Linked DNA regions of Sus scrofa: region 2 is linked to region 1. Evidence: chromatin contacts called from public promoter capture Hi-C data. All regions are on one chromosome and are shown on one strand. The core of a region is the stretch at or near the end of the contact, and the rest is flanking DNA. Distances in the headings are between cores, read along the strand shown.

Region 1 (5,864 bases), core at 2,318-4,817:
TGGGTCACAGACGTGGCTTGGATCTGGCGTTACTGTGGCTGTGGCGAAGGCCAGCAGCTTTAGCTCCCATTTGACCCCTAACCTGGGAACATCCATATGCTGTGGGTGCAGCCCTGAAAAGACAAAAAAAAAAAAAAAAAAAAAAGAGTGAGAGAGCGAGAGGGAGCGAGAGATGTTTTCATTAGCTAGATTCTATGTTATCTGAAAGCAGCAAGTGTGATATCCTCTGCTGTTGGTGATGATGAGGTCACTAGAACAGGGAGCCTGAGAGCAAAAATGATTAAAGTCGGTTCCAGGAAAATACATCAGAACATGAGTTCTTCAGACCTCTGCACGGGTGGCCAATAGTTTAGTTATTTGTAAGTTCCCCTATTAAAGTTGCCCTATTAAAAACATTTCTTTTGAAAAGATATTGGTAAAGTACAGGAATTCAAAGGCGGCCATCTGAGCAAATGCCTCTACTCATTGCTTTCACTGCCTTTTTATTTAAAATTTTCAGTTTACCAAAGTTTCTTCTGTGCTGTTATAATTGTTTTCTTGGGTATTCCACGTTGCTTTCTAATGAGCCTTTTTGGGAATGTGACACAATTTTGTCAAAACTGGATTTGTAGCGTCCTCCTTGCAATGTGCACATTTTTTTATATATACATGCATGGGTACCACACACACACACACACATGCCATCTAATGTTCAGCATGCCTTTATCATCAAGCTCTCTCTCCTTTGGTTCCAAAATGTCTTCTTGTCCCAGACTTTTTTTTTTTTTTTTTTCCTTCATTAAAACTATGTACCTTCCTCCTTGGGTCTTTATTTCACAATTTTTAGATTTCTTGATTTTTTTCATTCCTTTGGCCCCAGAGACTGACACTGGCCTCGGCAGATCCTGAAGGGCCTCTAAATCTCCCTTTTCCAAGAGACTCAGCCTTAACTATATTTGCCATGGAAATGACTAATTCACAAAACTTGATCGTTACAGTTAACCAGTCAGGAAGAGCTGACACTCTTCAAAGAGATTACTGTTGCGTCTGAAATTCAGTTTGACTCAACTTCAAATACATTTGGCATCGTAGACAGGAGATAGTGGGAGGCAGGAGTGTGTGTGGTTCATCTTCAATGGGCACTTGGCACACTCCAAACAAGTCTCTCATCCTTGGTTTTTTTTTTTTTTTTTTTTTTTTTAATCCCTTCGTTCTCCCACACAAGTATTATTCACTTCAGTAGCACTGTATCTAAATTTACCATTATGTGAAATTTCAGTTAGAGCACAATCCATATTCGGGATTAAGTAGCTAACTCTGACTTTTCAAACATCATCGACGAAACATATCCTGGGGAGGAATCAATGAACGGTGCACAGAATTACTCTTGGAAGCAAGGGGTGATTTTCAATATAGTTAACAGCCGGTATGACATGGACACACCCAATCAGAATAAGCTCTTGCAGTGCCAAGCAAGGCTTAGGGGCTTAAATCTTTTAGTTGCTGCATTGTGGGGAGTTGGTAGGTCCTAGGAAAGAGGCCAGGTGGGGCCAGTTGAACTTGGGGAACTCAGAACATAGATTTTATAAACCAGTTTAGAAGTATTTCAGCAACCATTACAGCCCTTTCAGTGGCTCCTGCTGGGTGCCAGCCTGCAGTGAGGTTCCTTGTGCTCTAATTACAATAGCTGGCACCTGTCCCTCTGGAATAGTATGTATTTAACATGAAGAAGAAAGGCTAACTTGAGTGAAAAATCATATTGCAGATGTTTTTTAGCTTACTAGATTTTAGTCTCCAACAGTTTCTCAACTTTATCAAGGTTATCATGTACCTGTTAAAAGCAGTGTGAACTCCAAGACTGTTATTGAACTTGAACCCACTGTATCCCATTTTGGATTAAATACTGACCAGAGGTATTGATTGGTAGAGAAGTGGGACATGCCCCTCCTGTGCTGAGGGACTTGCTCAGGCTACTGTTACCACCTGTGGACCCTCCATGATGTTCAGGTGGCTTTTCTGTGTGGCACAGGCTGCTGCTCCCTTCTTACAAATATGCCTTGAGGTGAAAGGGCACGTGACTCCCCCACCCCCACGTGTAAACATACACAGAGCTCCAGCTCTTCCCTTGGCCTGCAGCTCCGCTTCTATTTCCAAAGTAGGATGTCTGATTCTAAGGCAGGCTCACAGAGGCATTCCAGGAGACTCTGGGACCCCTTTGGCAGGCTACTTAAGACCATGGACCCCTTTTCAGAAAAAGGTTTTTAAACACATAAAATAAAATACATGGGATTACAAAGGAAGCCAATTATGCGGAAATACAGTTAACAGAATGTTTTTAAAAATTGTGATACAGCAATGTTATATACATTTTAATTAACATCGCATAACAAGATTCAGCCGAGGGTCTAGCTAATAACTACTGTCATTTAAGATATTTTCAAAAACTGTTTTGTGATTTTAAAAAACCTATGGGTTCTCCTGGAGACCAAGTCATGGATTCTTACTGCTCCTGTGGTGTGTTTGTGTTGCCTACATTCGGAAAGGAAGGAAATGGTAAATGTCAGAGGGTTAATGAAAAAAAAAAGTAAATTATTTGTCATCCAAATTCACAGTAACCTGAATTCTCTCTCCTGCAGGAGAAAGTCACCCCAGGGGTCAAACCTTACTGGAGGCCCCACCCCTTGTCCTGGAGGCTGGAGGCTTTAGGCCACCCACACAGCTCAGAGCAGTGTCTGGGCTGGGATGTTCTCCTCCCAGCTAGTTCTGGGAATTTAGGGGCAGGAATGAAGGGCTCCTGAGCTTGTGGGTGCCACTTTAAAGAACGCATCCTTCACTCCTGAGGAGCGTCACAGCCTCAGAACACCTGGAAACCAAGTTTTAACTTGCCTACACCAGTGTGACTTATCCCACAAACTCTCCTTTTCACCTGGGCACAGATATCCCTGGATGCTCTGGAGCAAGGCTGAGCTTCAGTTTTCTCATCTGCAAAACTAACCACGGTACAGGAGTGTTAGACGCATGAAATGAGATGAATAGCTATGCGTTGTAAATTGCACAGCACTGTTAACGTTTGTGCTGTTACCCTTTTTGAGGTTAGGTCTTTGAGGGCGGAGGACAATCTTCGCAGCTCCATTCCCCAAGTACCTGGCCCGCATTATGCGCTCCATAAACACTTGTGGAATGAAAGAAGGAAGCCTGCATCTGCACGTGGGCCACCGTCGGAGAGCGCTCGCTGCTTGGGGCGATCAGGGTGGGTGCATCACCCGCGCTCGCCTTTACTAACAGGTAGTAAACGCCTTTCCAGCTCTGCGACGACAGGCAATCACAACCCAAGTACTTCTCTCCAGGAGGACCCCCAGGCTGGGGCTGCCGGGTCCGCAGCAAGCCTCCGGGTCTCCCCGCCGTGGCTTCCGGGCCAGGTGCCGGGCGGCTCCGGGCGGCGGGGAGGGGCAGCGCCGGGCCGCCCCGCTGCCGGGTCGACCGGGAAGGTGCCGGCGGCGGGCGCGCGAGGAGGGGCCAGAGAGTGGGGAGGGCCGGGGCGGGGCCGGCGTCCTCGTCACTTGATAAAACGCCTGCGAGTCTCCAGAGAACAACGGGCTCATTCAGTGGTCGGGAGCTGCCCGCGAGGGGGAGCGGCCGGGCGGAGAGCGCGACTCGTCCCGGGGGTGGGGCCGGGCGCGGCGGAGAGAGGAGACCGAGGTGGCCGCGGCGGCAGCGGCACGGCAGCCTTGAACCGGCCCGGAGCGCAGGGCGGCCACGCAGCTTCGCGTTCCCCTCCGGGTGCGCCGGCCCATGGCGGCCGCGGGGCGGCTGTGGCTGCTCTACCTGTCGGCGGGGCTCCTGCCCCGGCTCGGTGCCGCCTTCAACTTGGACACCAGAGAGGACAATGTGATCGAGAAAACCGGGGACTCCGGGAGCCTCTTCGGCTTCTCGCTGGCCATGCACAGGCAGCTGGAGCCCGAGGAGAAGCGGCTGTGAGTTCCCCGACACTGCCCACCCCACAGGGGCGCCGGCCCGCGCGCGAACAGGGGCGAGGGCGCGCCGCGTTCCCGCCGGCCGGCCTGCCCCGCCCGGGACTCCGCCGGCCCCGGGGGCAAAGCGGCCCGGCGCCCTGCGCGCTCGCCTCCGGCGCCGCCCGGTGCCGCGCCTTCCCCCATTCAGTCCCGGAAGGAGGAGAACCTGGGGGGCCGACCCCTGCAGACTGCGGCCCCAGTGCTAGGTGGGGCCGTCCTCGGCCCCGGGAGAGTTTACTTTTTTTTTTTGAACACAGTGCTTTCCGGCGGTCCTTCCTCCCGGGCGTGTTTGCTGGGAACCCGGCAGGTGGCACGCTTTGGCGAGCTTCACGTGTGTGTTTGGGGCGGGGGTGACGTGGGGTGGGGAGTCGCTGTATCGCTGTGGTGAGGTGGCCAGGAGGGTCATTCATGGAGGTCCGGGCCTTTCCCAGGCTCCACAGAACACCCGGTCCCTCGCAGACTCGCACGACCCGCAGAAGTTAGCAAGCCACCTTTCATCTCGTCCTGCGTGGCTTTTCCCGAAGGGCGGGTGCCTCTGTAGGGGAGACTTGATCATGCCCTCCCCCACCAAAGATGGAAGTAACCAAGCACCTGTTTGCAGGACTAGATCAGCTCAGAAAACAAGACCCTCTTAATGGTGCGGCTGGCCTCCCCTACCCCCGCCCGAGCCCCAAATCGCCCAGCGCCACCCAAGACCCTCTGGGCCCCTGCACTGGGTAGGCCCTGCCGTGAAGTTAAAGCAAGATGACTGATCTGGGCTGGGACTTTGCACACAAGGTTTGGAAGTGACAACCCCCCGCCAGGGCATAGCGACGCTCCTCCCTGGAGAAAGTGAAGACCCGCACTCTTAGCCTCTCCTTTTCTTTCTTAGACAGTGTTTGGTTCCCACAGGATCAAACTATTTAGGCTGGAGAGAGTATTTGGAAGCTTAGTCGCCTTAATCGCTGTGGGGCTGCATTCTTGATCTGTGCTGCTGAAAAATAAACTCACAAAGGTCCCCCCTCCCCCCAGGCCTTTAGTTGAACTGAGGTCCTTCCAGGACCAACAGACCGAAGAAAGCAAAGTGCAGCCACAGAAAAGAGAGGACTTTGTGTTTATGAGAGGGGAATGGGATTTTAGAGCTGGAGGAAACCTCTTGATTTCAGCAATTAAGAACTTTGAAATTGGTGGATATCGTGGGCCCCTGAAACTTAGATTTTTCTGATAACACCTGCTAGTGAAGTAAAGAAATTAGTTGGGGGGGTGGGGAAGCTGAGAGCGGGTGGTCTGCAGGCTGGCCTGGCCAGCCGTTCAGTTCGGACTCTGTTTTCTCTCAGAAGAAATAATTGTTATGCTGTAAATTCAAAATGAAAGGTGGTTTCTGTTAGCTCAGTTAATGGATGACGCTTAGTGTGTCTGAATAGTTGAGTGTGTAGATGTGCATCCACGCATATGGAGAATGAACTTGTTAGTGCAGAAATGATCGTGGGCCAGCAGAGGGAATGCATTCTCCATGGCACTCACTGTGCCAGCCGCCTACTGAAGCTGGTGGTTTCCTTGAAATACTTGTTGAAGCAAACATTGTGTAGGGGGAGGTACCCGGGCAGGAAAATATCCTGGGGATGGAGGTTTGTGAAATGTGACCTTGGCCAGGAATCTCTTGTCGCTAAGGCTAGCAGCATGCTTGCTAAGACTTGTTCTTGGTGGTGGGCTTCTCTGCTATTAGAGCCGCTGCAGTTCCTCCTCAGAGTAAGAAGAAGCCTGTGTTTGGGGTCTGCTGCCTTCTAGAAATGCTTTTTCTCGGGGCCGACAGGAGTGGCCTACTTGAGGAGGGCTGTGTCTTTCCCTAGAGCTTAAAGTGTGGCAGTAACCACGCTCATGGGGGCTGTGGTT
Region 2 (5,864 bases), core at 1,069-3,568, 35 kb after region 1:
AGACATGGCTCAGATCCTGCGTGGCTGTGGCAGTGTCTGGTGGCTGCAGCTCCAATTGAACCCTAGCCTGGGAACCTCCATATGCCGCGGGTGGCCCTAAAAAGACAAAAGCCCCTCCCCCCCAAAAAAGGAGGAAACCATGAGATCCTAGGTCAAAGCAGATCAACCCAGGAGGGCAATGAAGTTCAGGAAGGGCTCTCCTGACCCTGTAGGATGTGGCACCTCTATGGTACCAGGAGGTCAAGGAGCTCTGAGGAGAAAACCTGAGCAAAGAAGAGATCCTGACTTGATACAAGGTACGACTGGATTGAGAGCTTAGAAACCAGTGAGGCTGGAATAAAAGCAAACAACCTAAGGGAGGGGGTGGGAGGGAAAGGTAAGGAAAAACGCCAGGAAAAGCAAAGGTCATGGTCCAAGTGTGAAGTATATCAGACAACTGACAGCTTGTAAGGAAAGCAACCCTGTTTGACCTTGATGCTGGGAACAGTATCCTTGGAGGCCAAGGGCTTCCAATATTGGTCCCAGAAAGAGGATAATCTCAATGCAGTTTGGTTCAGCACTGAATAATATTTACCTGGTTTCATAAAAGAACAGGTGACCGAGTTGTGGTTACAAGACCAAATGCAAATGGCAGTAGCTCAGATGATAGTGTGGAAGTATAGCCCATGAATGGTAGGACTTGGAGAAACCAAGAGGAAAAATGGGGGAGGCATCAGACCGCTGATTGTGTCATCCCCTCATCTGGAGAAGGGAGTGCTTGTATCAGAAGTCGATGAAGGGAAAGCAGAAGGTAAAATATATTAACACTTAAAGGGGAGCACATAGCTCTATTGCTTGTGTTCCTCTCTTAAACACAGGGAAAGTAATGAGTAGTTTAAATGTTCCCCTTTTCATATTGCAGGGTCCACAGTTAATTGCCAAAAGCTGATAAGAAATTTAGCAACGTAAAAGCTACAGTTATAGAGAATTAAATCCAGAATGTAAAGAGTTTATGCCCAGAGAGTGGGCCTTGGGAGAAAATGTTGCTTTCTACTTTTTTTTTTTTTTTTTGAGTTCTTTTTGAGTTCTGTCCATTTGTATTTATTACTATAAAAAGTTAAAGATGGAATTCAAAGATGGGTTAAAGGTAGAGGTGACACTGTTGAATTATTAATGCCATCTTCTAATTTAAGGCTTAATTTGGACAAGCCAAGAAGGCTGTGTTTTAGATTCAATAACAGTGCCCTTGTTCTAATGAAGCAATATTTTGCATTTCCTGGGACAAAGTTGCATAGCTAGAGGCAGAATCTTTAATCCTTAAGGAAATGAATTAGAGCCAGAAACAATGAGGCAAGACTCTATTGTCCTTTGAGTTTTAAAAGTACCCCAGTGTTTAGAACTTTTGGTTCAAGTAATTATGCAAAAGTATACCAGCTCTACTTGGAAGAGAGCTTGACCATTGGAAACAGGAGTACGGCTCACGTGAAGTTTGAAACAACTTGTGGTTAATAGCATGGTATTGGATCCTGAGTCTTTGTGCTAAGAATTCTGATCTAGACTCCAAAGGCCTGAATTTATATCATGTCCTTGGTCATCGCCGCCACGCACGTGTAGTTTGCCTTTTACACTGTAGTTACTATTTCAGATTTTATTGGTTATCTTTAAAAGATCATGTGGTAAGAGGTGGTTAAGAACCTGACATGGTGTCCGTGAAGATGCAGGTTCCAGCCCGAGCCTCGCTCGGTGGGTTAAGGATCCGGTGTTGCTGCAATCTGCTGCATAGATGGCAGATGTAACTTGGATCTGATGTTGCCGTGGTTGTGGTGTAAGCTGGCCATTGCACCTCTGATTCGACTCCTAGCCTGGAAGCTTCCATATGCTGTAGGAGCGGCTGTAAAAAGAACAACAACAACAAAATGACATGGTTTTGCAAGTTTTGAGGTTTGTATTTTAAAGGTGAAATTCTACCATACTGGAATGCTGAGGCAGTTTTTATATATCAGTATAGCTCGAAGACAGTGGAGGTGATTGTCCCCTGGGTCTGTGGAAAGCAACTTGGGAAGTAATTTTTCCTGTTCCTTTTGGTCAAACTCAGATTCTTGCCCTTCGTTAATTACAGCCTTTCTTTTGACCTAATATGGGAATAGGCTTCTTTGACCCTGTTCTGTTCATTTCCACCACTTCCCTTTGAGGGCCATAACTCATGTGCCTTGGTCCTTGTCACTCTGAATGTGAGTTGTTGCTGTAGTTGTAGATTCCTCCATATGTATGGGGCGCTTCAGTGGAGAACAGCAGCTGCTGCTGCTGTTTCTTAAAAGAACACGAACCAGCCTGGCAGCTGCCGCCTGGGCCCTGAGAGTTGCTGCGGGCATCCTGGCAGCGCCCAGAGTGCCTGCTGCTCATACTGAACCCAGCCTCAAAGGGCATTGGGGCAAAGGGAAAACAGCTGGGATTTGAGTAGAAACTGGATTTTGTTGTAGACTGGATCCTGCCGAAGATGCAGACTGTCCCTTCTAGAAATGTAGTCACTGTGCTGACCCAGGGGCCAGCTGGGTTCCGAATGGCTTAGACCAATACCCAGGTCCTAAAGGACTTACTGAGGAAGTAGATGGTTTGTACTGGGGACAGCGTCATTGGCTGGATATGGTTCTATTTGCAATTATTTGTCCTTGCCAGCCATAGCCTCAGCTAATGGGCTGTGACTTCCTGTGATTAGGGCTGGTTCTAAGCAGAATTCAGAGTCGGCTTATTTCCTGAACCTGAGAGGGCAACTTTACCTTGAGGGTTAAGAGACCTGCCAGTTGTTGCATTTGGTTGGTGTTACCATGTTCGCCCATCAAGGTGCTTCCACTTTTCTATGGCTCAGAGCTTTATCTGACTTAACTCCACCCGCCTCCTCCATCATTGTTTTCCTGATTTTCCTGTAAGCAAAGTCCCAGGGAATGGGGTGCAGCCAGAGCAGGGGCAGCCCCCTACCCGCCGTGGGTACCTGCCTTCCTCTTCTGTCTGCCTGGGGCCTGGGGCCTGAGGCCACACTGCACCTCTGCCTCCTCCATCTGAGCGGAGCCAGATCCCCAAGTGGGCTCACTGCCCAGGGGACCTGGAAGGAAGGACAGTGCCAGGAACACGGGAGGCAGTGTGACAGCTAACATTACTCTCGAAAAGTACATTTCTCTTATTTTGTCAAGTTCTCTTTTCCTATATGTTGCTCCCCCCAGCCTCCCCCCCCGGGGGGGGGCCGACAAAACACCACCCCTCCTGCTGCTTCTATCCTCCTGTGAGGCCAGCTTTCAAATGCAGTAGCGGCCACAAAGATGAGGGGAGGACTTCTACACGAGCTTGGCAATTGTAGCCCATGAAATTTTGTTGCCGCTGCCCCTGTAACCAGCAGGCAAACTGGAGTTAGAGGTCCACCTGCAAGGGTCTAGGACCGCATAAGAGGCAGGTACCCAGGAGGGAGACATCCTCTCACGTGGCCAGGGGACCAGGGCTTGGAGGGAGCGGTCGGCTCTGAAGGAGCGTCCATGTAAATGGAACAATCTCTGCATCTTTTTCAACAACAGGAAACCCGAAAGCACCTGTCCCCAGCCGGGCAAAACAGCAAGGGGGCTGCAGGGGGCTCAGGGGGTGCGCATCTGTGGCCCCAAGCACGGGAACATGGAACTCGCGGACCAGGCTGCCCAACCCCGTCTTGTCGGCCCGTCCGTCCCGTCCCATTCCTACCCCTCCATTTCCTCTGGCTCTTTCCCTCTCAGCCTTCCTACGTGCTGTACCTCTCGCCAGGCCACCTGCAGGTCCTGTCATTTCTAGGTGCCACTCTTCCTCGGGGCAGGTTTGAGCACGCCCCATGGACCGCCTTCACATGGCTTCTACCTCCCTGTGGTTTAAAGACCTGCTTCTGGATCTGGCTCCTGCAGGCCTGGGGTTGGCAGGGAGGGGAGCAATCCTGATTCATCCCAGGAGGCTCTTGAATGTTTGTGGAATGAATAAGTGAACGAATGAGCAAGTGTGGTCAACAGGAAATAACTAGCCCAGTACCTGCCTTGGGGAGCTTGCCAGCCTCCTGGGGTGTGGATGAGGGAAGGAAGTGGTCAGAGAAGATACACTGTAATAACCTTGGAACTCCTGGCCTGCTCTTTGTAGCCTTCTTCTGGAGTTGGTTACCTTTACAGGAACTCTCCCTGCCTTCACCCCACCCAGCTGCAATAATGCTTTGATTCTTTGCCTTCCCTCACCCTTTGGGAATTAGTCTGCCACCTGTCAGTAAATGGAACAGTTCTTGTTTCAGTGTTTCATTTTGTTTAGGTTTTGCCCCTTCAACTAAATTGTAAACACCATAAAATACTGGGTTTTATTTCCTAGAATTTAAAGGAATGGGGAAAACATTGCTCCAAAGTGTTGTCTGTTTCCGCCCCCCCCCCCGCCCCCCAACTTGCTGTGAGATCTTAGGGGCAGGATAGTTGCAGGCTTTCTTCCTCTGTAAAGTTCAAGGGCTGGGTGCCTTCTCTGGTGCTTCTAATGCCCACAACCTGTGATTCTGTGCTTATCCCTCCAGGTACCAGGGTCAGGGTTCCGTCCCCACACCTGCTGGGTCATTGAACTTAGGCTAGTTTGCCGCTCAACTGTTGGAGCTTCTGGGTTCAGGGATGACATTAGTGGAGTAGGCATGGGGCAGCCCTTGGCCTTGCCCCTGCCAGAAGTTCCAGGTACCAAGGACCCCACCTTGATCTTGCCCCATCTCTGTTCTAGTTCTATACCCGTATGTGTGCTGCTTCGCCCCTTAAATGTGTGTTGGACAGATTGGAGGTGGAGGCTGATGGTGGCCTCATTGAAGGGTCTGGGAGGAAGGATGGTGCCAGGGACATGTGTTCCCACCCAAGCCAGCTGCTTTGCTGACTCTTCCTGAGCAGAGTCTGGCTCCTCTCTCTTGTTTTCTGATTGCATTTTCCTTCCATTGTACTCACTGAAGTGCATTGGTTTAAAAAAAAAAAAAAAAAAGTTAAAATTTTCATTGGGATCAAAGCAGAGACAGAAATGGTAAGGACTGTTGTTTGGGGGAGGTTGTATTTTTTCTGTTTTGTTTTGTGTTTGTTTTTGGCATCAGAGATGTGTGGGTTTCTTGAAGGCCAGGAATGGTTTTTCTGTTTAGGGAGCTTGTTCACATTCGTGTTCCCAGCCTGGTGTCTCTTGCAGCTCTGTTTCTCTCTGTCCAGTCAGGCATATGTTCTTTTTGTTTCTTCTCTTCATCATCCGTGGGTCAGCCAGACCCCAAAGATCGTAAAACTGATGGTGAGTAAAGGGCATTAGCAAGAGGAATGCAGCAGAAAGGTGGTGGGTCTCTATAGATCCCTCTTCGGAAAACAGTGGGATTTTAAGGACTGTGGCTTTGGGTTACGAGCTCCTCTTACAGGAGATGGGAGGCGAAGGGGACTGTTATGATGCCTCCTACATAAGGTGCCCTCAGACCCTCCCCGAATCCTTGGTGGAAACTGATTGGATGATAGTCGGGGGTGACCAGGGTACCAGGAAGTAAGAATTGATGCAAAAGAGAGTCATTCCAGCAAATTGTATTGTGGGCAAAAGCTTGGTTCCAAATCAGTATTGTTAAAAATAAACTGAGGCATATTACCAATTGAACAAGTTTATTTGAGCACAAAAAAAATCAGTGCAAACTCAGCAGCGTCAAACCAGAAGTGGTTAGGGGCCCTCTGCCAGCAGGAGCGGGGAATAACGTAGAGGAAGTAAGGAAGCAAAGCAAGGAAATTATTTGATCAGCTAGAGCTTACAGCCTCCTTGGCTGTTAATGATTGGTTGTCCTTGGAGTTTGGTTTTGTAACCTTGAGGCATTTGCAGGCTTGAGATTTTGGTTTGCTTCCATAGGCTGC

The links. Promoter capture Hi-C pulls out the DNA fragments that hold promoters and counts their contacts.
Region 2: a promoter capture Hi-C map of liver shows a contact between it and region 1, with 2.2 times the contacts expected there. The contact joins the enhancer-like site here to the promoter of ITGA6 in region 1. A contact is called at or near these places in 1 of 5 promoter capture datasets (liver), 5 of 47 Hi-C or Micro-C datasets (brain, embryonic fibroblasts, heart right ventricle and 2 more) and 1 of 2 datasets of contacts at active chromatin or transcription factors (skeletal muscle).

What each region holds. Positions count from the first base shown.
Region 1 is chr15:78,500,541-78,506,404 of Sscrofa11.1, forward strand. It overlaps ITGA6 (integrin alpha-6), which reads left to right and starts at 3,568. Exons shown (of 26, transcript XM_021076079.1): 1 at 3,568-3,953. The coding sequence starts at 3,772.
Region 2 is chr15:78,536,418-78,542,281 of Sscrofa11.1, forward strand. The region is part of intron 1 of ITGA6 (integrin alpha-6); the gene reads left to right. Among named protein-coding and RNA genes, the nearest start is that of ITGA6, 35 kb to the left of the region's middle. Within about 2 kb of position 2,319, at least 6 of the 83 cell types and tissues checked have an H3K27ac peak or open chromatin away from gene starts, as enhancers often do. A contact at or near this core is called in liver, where this site is marked.